Regions from separate parts of the Ovis aries genome. Here region 1 is linked to region 2. The links are chromatin contacts, called in public Hi-C maps. All regions are on one chromosome and are shown on one strand. The core of a region is the stretch at or near the end of the contact, and the rest is flanking DNA. Distances in the headings are between cores, read along the strand shown. Region 1 holds the start of ZCCHC2 (zinc finger CCHC-type containing 2). Region 2 has its middle 65 kb from the start of ZCCHC2.

The links. Hi-C and Micro-C count contacts between places; a contact is called where the count stands out from the background.
Region 1: a Hi-C map of tail adipose tissue shows a contact between it and region 2, with 1.9 times the contacts expected there. The contact joins the promoter of ZCCHC2 here to the enhancer-like site in region 2. A contact is called at or near these places in 4 of 16 Hi-C or Micro-C datasets (liver, mixed tissues, retroperitoneal adipose tissue and 1 more).

The regions. Positions count from the first base shown.
Region 1 is chr23:61,209,478-61,215,239 of ARS-UI_Ramb_v3.0, reverse strand. ZCCHC2 (zinc finger CCHC-type containing 2) reads right to left here and starts at 2,649. Exons shown (of 14, transcript XM_027960853.2): 1 at 1,661-2,649. The coding sequence starts at 2,623.
Region 2 is chr23:61,144,210-61,150,042 of ARS-UI_Ramb_v3.0, reverse strand. No RefSeq gene overlaps it. Among named protein-coding and RNA genes, the nearest start is that of ZCCHC2, 65 kb to the left of the region's middle. Within about 2 kb of position 1,987, at least 3 of the 54 cell types and tissues checked have an H3K27ac peak or open chromatin away from gene starts, as enhancers often do. A contact at or near this core is called in liver, where this site is marked.

The sequences.
Region 1 (5,762 bases), core at 1,400-3,899, 65 kb before region 2:
ACACTCGCGGCAGCGTGCCCAGCCTCACTGTCCACTCTTCCCGGCACTCACTGGTGGCCAGGAAGGCCACGCGCCGCGGTCAACAGAAAGATTGCACTGCTGTGCTCTGAACGCATCTCTCCCCTTACCACACTCGCAGTATAAGCAAAATTTGAAAGAGGAGAAAAACAACACTGCAGGTAAAACCAGAAGTCGGCTACCCTTGTTGGAATGATAAGAATGGAATAATATAAACTGCTCCACTATGAGACATTTTCATATCTACACGCTAAGTTATCTTTACAATATATACAGGGATTTTGGGGGGGTAAGATATGTAAGCACTTACTGCTTTGGAGTTCAGGCTTGCTTCTCTAAACTTGATGGGCACAAAGGATTTTTTTGGAAGTATTAAGCAGGCTGAAGAGTGCAGTATACACAGCTGCATGCTATGTAAATAGACACTGTAATATTTCATGCTCGCCAAAATTCTGGATACTAGCATTACTACGTCCCAGTTTGATGAAGTATGTCCTAAAGTGGGTTAGTCACTTCACTGAAGCCTCCTTTTTAAAAGGAGGGGCTCAGCCTAGATTATCACTAAATCCTTTCCAGCTCCCAGGTTCCTTTGAGTCTATGTCTATTGAGTCCACACAGCCATTGCAGAGATATAATGCCCAGTTTTAGTCTGAATGACAGCAGATATATAAGCTGAAAACTTTCAAGCAAGGAGTGAAAAAAATCTCGCTTTCCAATATATCATCCTGGAGATCTCCTAAACTGAAAAACATGGCATCCAAATAAATGCTTTTTAAATAATCGTGAACCACGAAAATAAACTTACTGTACAGTCTTTAAATGAAAGCTATTTGCTCCATTAAATGGTCACACTCAAGGGCTTTATATTGGGCCTAGGTTATTAAATTGCTTTCGTGGCCTTATAAAATTTTATCTCATGTTTGCGACAAGGGACTTACTTTTAATCTTATCTACTACATTTTGGCTTTCAGTAACTTTTTAGAAACCATTTATGCTTCCAGTAAAGGCCCCACAAACATCCCCGGACCCAAACGTGTAGACACGACTCAAACCCGTTAGAAGCCGGACTAGCCGGGGGTGAAGGGCACCAGAACCGCCCGCGGGGACGTTTCCCTACCCAGACAACCTGCCCGACGACCTAACTGATTTGAGTCGCTTCGCACCTCTGACTTTTCCTGAGAGCATCAAGCTCAGGGCAGGAGTCTAAGAGCCCGCGACGCGCTGTACCTCAGGCCACCGCGGAGCGCGCCGGGAGCGCGCCTGGGGCCGCCGCCCCCGGGGGGCGAGCGGGGCCTCGGGACGCGCGGGCGGAGCGCCAGGCGGCGGGGCGGCGGCCGGCCCGGGCTCCGCAGCCCCGACCAAGTGTCGGGGCCGAAAGGTCCCGAGAGCCCGCGTCCGAGGGCCGGGCTGAGCGCCGGGCTTCCGGGGCAACCCCGGCGGGACGAGACTTCCAGAGCATTCTGTTATGGCGGGCGCTCGTGTGTGTGTATGTGTGTGAGGGGAGCGGGGCTGAGCGGCCCGGCCGGACGCACATCAGTCCCGGCGCCGGGGTCAGGGTCGGCCGGGCCGGGGGACGTCCGGGAGCCGGGCGCGGAGGCCGCGGGGACCGCCGCGCGGGCGCGGGGAGGCCGGCGCGCCTTACCTGGGCCCGGGCGCCGGCCAAGTGGCCCGGCGCCGCCTCTACGTCCTCGGCGCCCCCGCGGAGCGCGGCGCGGAGCCTCTCCAGGTGCTCCCTCAGGGTGACGCGCTGGTGGAAGGAGAAGGCCGGGTGCAGCGAGGCCATGGTGAAGAGCAGCAGCAGTTCCTCCTGGGCCCTGAGCCCGAGCCCGCCGCCCGGCCGGGGCGCGGCGCCACCGCCTTCCGGGCCGGAGCCGTCCTTCTCGGCGTCCTCCTCCTCGCCGCCGCCGTCCTCCTCGCCGCGCTCGTTCTCCGCGCCGCCCCGCGAGCCCTCGCCCCGGGCCGCGCGCAGGCTCCGGAGCACCGCGTCCACCTGGGGCAGGAGGCGGTGCAGGCGGCCGGCGGCCTCGCGGTTCTCCGAGCCCAGCAGCGCCAGGTAGACGATGAGGCGCGAGCGCACGGCGGGCTCTCGGAAATCGGCCAGCGGGCCCGGGTCCGAGAGACCGTTGGCCTTGGCCTCCGAGTCCCGCAGGTAGTGGTAGTCCTTGCGCGCCAGGTCCTCCAGGCACGAGCCGAGGAAGCGCAGCTCCAGCGGGTTGCACAGGTCCAGCAGCCCGCACATGAACTCCAGACGCTGCGCCGAGCCCAGCACCATCCCGAACCACTCGTATACCCGCTCCTGCTCGCGCAGCGCCGCCGCCGCGGGCCCCGCGCCACCGCCCGGCATGCCCACCCCCGCCGCCGCCCCGCCAGCAACAGGCGGCCCGAGCCCCCGAGACGGCGGCGGCGGCGGCGGCGGCGGCGGCAGCGGGGGGCCCCGCGGCGCGCCTGAAGGCGGCGGCGGCGGCGGCGGCGGCGGGGGGCGGCAGTCGCGGCGGCGGCGCGGAGGCGCCTTCGCGCCCGGCCGCGCGTCTGCCTCTGGCTCCTCAGCCTCGGGCGGCGGCTCCGCGGGGTGCGTCGGCTTCAGCGGCAGCTTCATCCTCAGCATCCTCGGCTACGGCGGCGCGGACATGCGAGCGGGGGCAGGAGGGCGGGGCCGGGGGCGGGGCGGGGGCCGCGGCAGCGGCGGCGGGCGGCCGTCAGGAGCAGGGCCCCTCCATGCCGCCGGGGCCGGGCCGGGCCGGGCCGGGCCGGGGGCGGGTCTCGGCCGGCGCGGGCGGCCGCGGGCGGTGTCTTCCCCGGCCGGGGGGCGGGGCGTGCCCGCAGCGGCTCCTCCCTCCCGGGCTCCGCGCCGCCTCTGGGAGCCCGGGCGAGGTCGGGAGCGAGCTAGCGAGCGTGTCCTCCGTCCGTCCGCCTCCCGCTCTCTGGTCTTCCGCGCAGGGCCGGGCCGGCGGCGCCTGAGCGGTCCCCTCGCAAGCCGGTGGGGACGGGGCGGTGGCGACAAGAGGAGGAGCGGCCGGGCGGGCGGAGACGCTTGCGGGCTCCGCGCAGGCACCTCAGCCAATCAGCAGCCGGAACGGCTGGTTGCGCGAGTCTCCCCGCCCCCGGGGCACGCCCCCTCCGGGAGGCCACGCCCAACCGCCCTGCGGCCGCCTTCCCTGCCGGCGGCTCCCGCGCGGTCCCGGCGTCTGGCGGTGAGCCGGGCTCCGGGCCGGGCGAGGAGCTACCGCGCGGGGCTGCCCGCGTGCGAGAGGCGCTCTCGGCCCACGGCGCGGGGGCCGTCAGGGAGCCGCACCTTCTCCGGGCTCCGGCGCGGTTTCTGACTCCCGACGCCGTGCCGCCGCCCCGGTCAGGCCGCCGCCCCTGGCGCCGCCCGGCTCCCGTCGCGGCCGCGCGGGACGCGTCCTGGAGCCGGGCTCCCTCCGGAGGGGGCGCGCCGGCCCGACCTCCGCGGGTGTCAGGAGGTCGGCTCGCGGGCCCTGCCGCCGCGGCTCCGCCGCCCCGTGTCCGGTCTGCGCAGCGGGCGGGCGCCCACGAGGAGGGCGGCCCCGGGCGCAGGGCCCTCCCGACGCGGGCAGCCCCGCGGCCCCGGGGCCAACGGTCTGTAACGGTCTTCGGGAATTATTGCCGCGACAGTTACCAAAGCCCCGCGGAGCCACCATCTTCGGGGGCCTGTCCTATTAGCTACATGACGTTTCTGTGCCTTTACGCTAGAATTTTGAATTCCTGTGCCCCTGTGAATTCTCTGTGATTTGAGGAACTGACTTTTTTTTTAAAGTTTTTGTTACGTTTTTAACGTTGGAAGACCTTTGTCCTTCTCACTGTTGCTTTAAAAAAAAAATTTAAGTCTATAATTTAACACCCAGCTGGATCTTTTGAAGGTTAATTTTTAAAAGGTGGGACTAAAAAAAAACAAACCTTCAGGTTTTAAATTAGAAAGTCCTACTACAGCTGTGTAGTGGCAGGATGTTAAAAAAAAGAATCACTTTTTCCGAAACTCTTCCTGAAAATATTTGAACATCTGTTGGTAGAGCATATGCTGAGCCCTCTTTACAATTTTATGCCCTAAGAAGCTAATTTATATTTCAATAAAAGGTTGAACTGAAGCCTGAATCTGCTTCAGCGATAAAATGGGGAAACAGTTGTTTTCAACACACTTGCTGCTACTGCTGCTAAGTCGCTTCAGTCGTGTCCGACTCTGTGCGACCCCATAGACGGCAGCCCACCAGGCTCCCCCGTCCCTGGGATTGTCCAGGCAAGAACACTGGAGTAGGTTGCCATTTCCTTCTCCAATGCATGAAAGTAAAAAATGAAAGTGAAGTCGCTCAGTCGTCAACACACTTGAGATATGTCAAATATATAAAAGCCATTCTTCCTGTACTTTGCTATTTCCTTGTGTTCTTTAGGTGTCATCTAAAATGATCAGGAGAAAACTTTGCAGGAACATTTATTATTACAATCCTTGCCCCTTTGCTGTCAACTTCAAGTGTCTTGGAATTTTCTGTCTTATCATTTGTGAAGCTTATGGTGACATACTTTAGGCAACCAATAGTAACCTTGCTAGATATTCACAGGTCCATAGTGAGTCACCTGTCTAGATCCTTGGAGATGATTTTTACATGTGATCCAGGCATATGGTCTTTACATTTTCCTTGGCAACAAGAAGCCATTTGGTATGAACTCTCCGTAATACTTGATCCATAAATTTGGGTCTGAGTTCAGATTTACAATCAGTAATGATTACTTTTGTTCTTCCGTCTTTGGCCCATGTTAGAAAATGCAGCGACACGCACTGTGCTTTAATGATTCTGGTTATCATCCATTGGCTGGGCAGTTGGCTGCTTACGCCCCAGTACATTGTTTCGGAGCTCGCTCTCTCCATACAGCCGCTCATTAGACCGGGCCGCAGTGGTTTTTTTTTTTCCACCCTATAGTGAGAATACATGTTCAGTGAAGAGTGATGTCCTAGGGACTCCCCTGGGGGTCCAGTGGTTAAGAATCCACCTGTCAATGCAGGGGACACAGATTCAACCCCTGGTCTGGGAAGACCCCACATAGGGGGCGCAGCAACTAAGCCGTCCAGTCGAAACTACTGAGCCCATGCACTTAGCCCGTGCTCTGTAGCAAGCGAAGCACCCCTCCCCCGCAATGAGAAGCGCAGGTATCTCAACTACAGAGTAACCCCTGCTGGTGCAACTAGAGCGGGCTCAGGCACAGCAACGAAGACCCAGCACAGCCAAACATAAAGTTTTAAAAAATAATGAAGTCGCTTATTTAAAAAAAATAGAGTGATGTATTACAACAGGGAGGAGCCCCGATGGAAATCCCAGGATGAGGTGTAGGTGTATTTATTGGAAAAACAAACTATCCAGATAATTCTAATATGACATCCTGGGAAGGTATTCCTCCCACCAGGGCCTACCTACTGGGAACACTTGCTCTAGATTCTCTAGCGTTTTATATTTAATTATATATACATATATATATATTCCCTATATAATCATTTAGATGGGTCAAATAATATTACTGTGGTAATAGTGGTTATGTGTTTGTATCCAGATCTTTCAGAGGAATATATCCTGTAAAAGACATCTTTAAGGACATAAAGTGCTATTTTGTCTTGTCCCTAGATGATATTTAATGAATATTCAATATACTTTGTTTTGGGACTTCTGTGGTGGTCCAGTGTTTAAGACACTGAGCTTCTACTGCATCAGGCATGGGTCCAGTCCCTGTTTGGGGAACTA
Region 2 (5,833 bases), core at 738-3,237:
AATCCCATGGACAGAGGAGCCTGGCAGAGAGCTGGACACGACTGAGCGACTGAACAAGGCCAGGTGGAACCAGAGGATGGATGTGAAGGGGCACAAGGGCAGCGTGCTTGTTCACCAGATCCCATGCTTAAACAGGAGCCAGTAAAGCGGGAGTTATACCTCAGACAGCTGCTCTTCACCCAGCACTGTGCTGAGAGGTAACCGCGGGGCGTGAGATGGTGTCCTCGCCACCCCCGCAGCTCGAGGCCACAGTGGAATGGAGTGTGGGAGGGGGACACGCGGGAGGTGGCCTAGCACCTCGCCAACAGCTGACTCCTGTAGACAGCAGACTGGCTTTCATCTTTAGGTCAAGACTGGCAGGATGTTACTTCCCCGGCCAGGGATCAAACCTGTGCCCCCTACCTTGGAAGTGCAGAGTCTTAACCACTGGACCACGAGGAAGTCTCCAGACTTTTTACCACTCTACTGGGCTCTTGCTAAGTTGGGGGTAGGGAGTGAGGTGACCCCAGGGTGGGGACACTAGGGGCAAAGCTGTCACGAAGGGCAAAGCTGTCTTGAGTTTGGGTGCCGGGGTCAGCTCTGTCGTGACCGGTCTAAGCTGAGGCCAGTGAGAGGGGAAGGGGAGGGGAAATAGAAATCCTCCAGTTGGTCTGGGCTGGTGCCTCTGGCCCTGAGGAGAGGCAGCCTTGAGTCCTCTCTGGATAAAAGCATCCACATCTTAGGCTCTCAGGAGGACCCCAGAAATTGATCAATGAGCTCAGAATCAAACACTGTGAAAACTACAAGGAAACAGCCACCATGAGAGAATCAGCACAGAATTAACCTCCCTTCCTTCTGCTCATGAGATTAATCAGACACAGAAACATAAGTGATGATTTGGCCCATATGTAAAGGCTGGACAAAGGAATCGCAAAATAAGTGGGCAATATAAGATCATAGAAGAGCCAGGAAGGCTACGGGAGGAAGAAGCCAACTTGAACAATTATAAAAGCTAACAAAACACGCCTCAGTGCGGAAAAGGGAAAATCAGTATAGCTGATGAGATCGTTTTTTATCTAATCCTTAAATATGTACTGAATATTTACCGCAAGTCTTTACTGTTTTAGGTCAGGGGAGTATAGCAGTGAACACAACAGAGAGAGGTCCTTGCCCATACAGAGGTTACAAAGTAGACAACAAGTAAAACGCTTTAGAAACCCTGAGTCTGGGAAAAGAACAGAGAATGCCACGTGGGCAGAGCTGTATTTTAAACAGGAAGGACAGAAACGTCCTGGCTGAGAGAACGGCGTTTGGGTAAAGGTGTGAAAGAGGCGCAGGGTCCGCCCACACGGACAAGGCCGGCGCTGCTCAGTCGCGTCCGGTGCTGCCAGCCCTGGACCATATGCTGCCCCCCAGGCTCCTCCGTCCATGGGACTCTCCAGGCAACAATGCTGGAGTGGGCTGCCATTCCCTTCTCCAGGGGACCTTCCCGACCCAGGGATCAAGCCCACGTCTCCTGCATTGGCAGGAGGATTCTTTACCACTGAGCCACCCGGGAAGCCCCACCCGTAAAAATACTGGGGAGACAAGCAGGCCAGGGAAAGAAAATACTGGGAATGGTGGCTCAGAGGCCATGGGCGGGGGGGACAAACTTGACCTCCTGGAAAAGAGGCCTGGGTGGGTGACAAGATGGGGTGAGGGCCCAAGGGCAGGTCCTGGGACCTTGTGGGAAAGTCAGGGATGAGGCCAGGTGGTGCTCACATCTGAGAGCGTATCTGCAGTTAGTGCTTAAGAATTTGAATTTGAATTTGCCTGTAACACGCAGCTGGCAAGTGACCCTCAAGCTCTTTCCCTCCCAGTTCGTCTGGCATGCCTTCTCGTGTGTCTGTAATCCTCTCCTCCCCCTAGTCCTTCACCTCTGACGTTTTCCTGACCATTTCGGTCTGATTTATTTGCACCCTGACCCCTGCTCCCGTCTCAGCCTGTATTTACAGATCCGCCTTTGTGTCCTGTTGACTGTTTCATGCCTTCAACCAGGAGCTCCATACGCATGAGGAGGAGGCACAATCATCAAAGGTAACGCTCAATATATTGAAATGTCCTCTACAAAACGCCAGATTATTGCAGGAAAGGGCTAAATGGCGACTGCAATGAAATTCTTTTGGCGCTGTTACCGGATTTGGCTTGTCTTTAATTTAGGCGCACTGCTGAATGTGCAATCAATATTTTAGTAATTATGTACAAATAGCTCTTGTTATAAATCAAAGTTGTGCTCACTGCCTTAAGCTCTGGCTTCAGTAACAAGCCTTTTCTTGAACACTGCTGTTCCGGTGTGAGTCTCTTCACTTGGCTCCCGGGACCTTTCTCCCACAAAGCTGCACGTTGGGGCCAGCTGGTCACACAGATACTAACATCCCTACCCAGCTGGAGTGAACCGTGATCAGCTTGCTTACTCACGGGAGAATCGGGCTTCCTTTCCTGACTGCGGGCTTCTAGCCAGGAGGCTGCGCTGTTTGGTCCAGGCCACCATGAAGCCCTGCACAAGGCTCTCCAAGGAAGTACCGGGACTTGAGCTCATGAGTGTGAAGGACACGCTGGAACACACACTGTGGGACGGAGCTGGCCCGTCCTGGGGTGACGGCCCGGGGTGACGGCCCTGGGGTGACGGGCCTGGGGTGACGGCCCGGGGTGGCGGCCCTGGGGTGGCGGGCCTGGGGTGGCGGTTGGCCAGGCTGGTGCTGGCAGGGGCAGCGTGGTTCTGGGAGGGGGTCACCCCTGAAGTAAGACAGCGCTTGGGTGGCCTCAGCAGTTAGGGGAGAGGTGCGTGGACCCAGATAAAGAGCATCTGGGTGGGCACCCACAGTCACCAATTTGCACTTTCAGAAGATTCAAACCGGAACAAGACGGCTTTGCCAACAAAGGGGAAGAAAGCACAAAAATCTGTGGTTTTTTTTCTTCTTCTTTTCCCATGAAGGACTAGGCTTAGTAGCAAACCAAGACCAAGGGGGGTCTTTTGTTTTTCAAAGGGGGCCTTTAAGGAGGGGTAAATCGCCTACGACAAGGCGATTGACACGGAGCCCAAGGTTTCCATGAAGGGTCTTCCCTGTCACCGTCGAACGGCTCCGTGTTTTCTAAGCTTGTCTAAAGCAGGAGACAAGATTTGCTTTTCCATCTTCACCACGGAACCTGCCTCTGCGTTTGCAGGCCTCTCCCCGCCAGCGTCTGCGCAGCCCTCCGGGTTGGGACAGGACTCTGCAGTGATGCCCTCGGTCCCGGTAAACACCTCCATTTCCAGCCACGCTTTTACATTCCACATGCCTGTCCTGGGTGGGCAAGAGGGGCAGTGACCAAGGGCGACTCCAGAGCAGAAAAGCTCCCCCGGCGGCCCTCCCCGTCTCCTGACCGCGGAGCCGCCGCCGTCCAATCAACGGCTGAAGCGACATCCGCCGCCCGCGGCTTCGGTCTGAGTCCCCACGTGCTCCCCACCCTGCGCCTGCTGTGATCCGCCCCAAAGCCTTCGTGTGCAGCCCTGCACACTCATTATGGGCGCTTATATCTACTCTTTTTTTTTTGAATTTAACTTTTTTAAGGGTGGTAAAAGTCACATAATAGGAAACATGCTCTTTGAACCGCATTTAAGTCTATAATTCAGGGCCCTGAGTACACTCACACTGTTGCACAAATCTCGCCATCGCCCATCTCCTGAATGTCTCACCTTCTGAGACTGGACTCTGTCCCTATGAAACACCAACTGTCCACTCTCGCCCCAGCCTGTATTTGTCCCTGGCGCCCGCCAGGGTACTTTCTGACTCTGTGAGTTTGACTGTTTGGGGTACCTTGTATAAGTGGAATCACAGTATTTGTCTGCACCGAATGTGTGCTGGAATGATTTTTTAGGGTCGCCATACGTCCTACAAACAGGTTGCGAGTATGCTCAGTCACTCAGTCATGGCTGACTCTTTGCGATCCCAACTGTAGCCCACTAGGCTCCTCTGTCCATGGGATTCTCCAGGCAAGAATACTGGAGTGGGTTGCCGTGCCCTCCTCCAGAGGACCTTCCCGACCCAGGGATCCAACCGTGTCTCTGTGTCTCCTGCGTTGGCGGGAGGATTCTTTACCACTGTGCCAACTGGGAAGCTCACAGACAGATTAAATACTCTTTAAAAAAAAAAAAAAATCAGTGTGTCCAAAGCTCTGCTGCCGGCCTCCCTTCCTGGCCCAAGCACATTCACGAACCTTCCTGCCTCCCCATGACCTGCACTGGGAAACCCCCGGGGCCTGTCCCCTTCTCATCCCCGAGATGACACCACACAGCCGGTTCTCGTCTCATTCACGCTGGGAACCTCGATGTTCCTCTCCATTCTTGCCCTTGGCTCAAAATAAAAACCCCAAACAAAAATTCTAATAAGAGATGAAAACAAAAACCTGACATATCCAAAGAACTAGTCATTTAGCCCCTGGAAGTATGAATAGTTCCTGCCTTCTCTGTATCAGGGCACTGAATCAGAAACAAAAGCGCATGTGTTAACTATACATTTAAGCCTCACCTCCGACAGACGACTGAGGGGTGTTATGTGCTGTTTTGTGGGTTTTTTTTGTTCAACCCACGGAGATAATTATTTACTCAATAAAATTTAAACAGGTATCATGGCATAACTGGAAGCCGAGGAGAGCTTTTTTCTCTTCCCACCTCCTCTCAGCTGCAGTTGACAGAACCGCGCCTTAGACAACATGGCTATTTTAAATAGTTTGCTTCTATGGTTTGATGCTTCCAGGTGGTGCTAGTGGTGAAGAACCTGCCTGCCAACGCAGGAGACACAGAGACACAGGTTTGATTCCTGGGCCGGGAAGATCCCCTGGAGGAGGGCCTAGTGACCCACTCCAGTATTCCTGCCTGGAGAATTCCATGGACAGAGGAGCCTGGAGGGCTATAGTCCATGGGTTGCAAAGAATCGGACACAACTGAAGTGACTTAGCATTACCAGTCAGCTATAAAGTTCTCTTCTTTTTCATTTATGAGCTTATCAAGACTAGGAAGGTTTTGAACCATCCAAGAGAATCACTGGACCTCAGTGTCCTAAGGGTAACCTGGACGCTTAAAGGGCTCCAAGGTCAGGACTTACCAGGATTAGCTGGCACCTGGCTCATCAGGACAGCTTGCCCATCCAGCAGGTAAGCTAACTAGAGCTCACAGGAGGGATATTTCCGCAGCTGACAGCTTGTGCACAGTTAACAGCTTGTTAGCACGAGACCCAGGCCGTGATCCAGACCAGGTAACTCCTGAAAGGGGCTCCTGGCCCCTTTCCCCAGCTGCACAACGGTGGTCTCCTGGGTGGCTCTGCGAGTTTCTCCTGACGTTTGGAAGGTATCATCCTTCTGGAGTGACTGAACTTCCACACGGCGTCCTAGGCAATGTGGAACCCAGGATGGGGTGAATTAACCCTTAGTTGACATGCGTTCAGTGAATCGCTCCAGCGCATCACAACATGGAGCATGAACACACAGCACACAGCTGGTGCAGGTCCTGGGACACACACGGCGCTTCCTGAGCTCGCGTTAGGAGGCGGCGATGGTTCAGCCACGTTCTGTGCTTCTGGGCGGCGCCTTCTGCTGGTGGATGGACAGTGGGCCCACCGCGAAGGAGGTGCAGCTGCCCCAAGGCTTCGGTCTGCCTTTTGTTTGGCACGACGTCAGCTGCTGCCCTCCTTGGAAAAGGCCAGAGGCCTCATGGGCTTCGCTTCCCACCCGCCACGGCCTTCCTCCGTCTGCATGTTATTGGCTGGAGCTGTACTGGCTGTCGGGACCGCCTGCGGAAACTCCTCCCCTGAGCGGGCCTCTGAGTCAATCTCAGAGA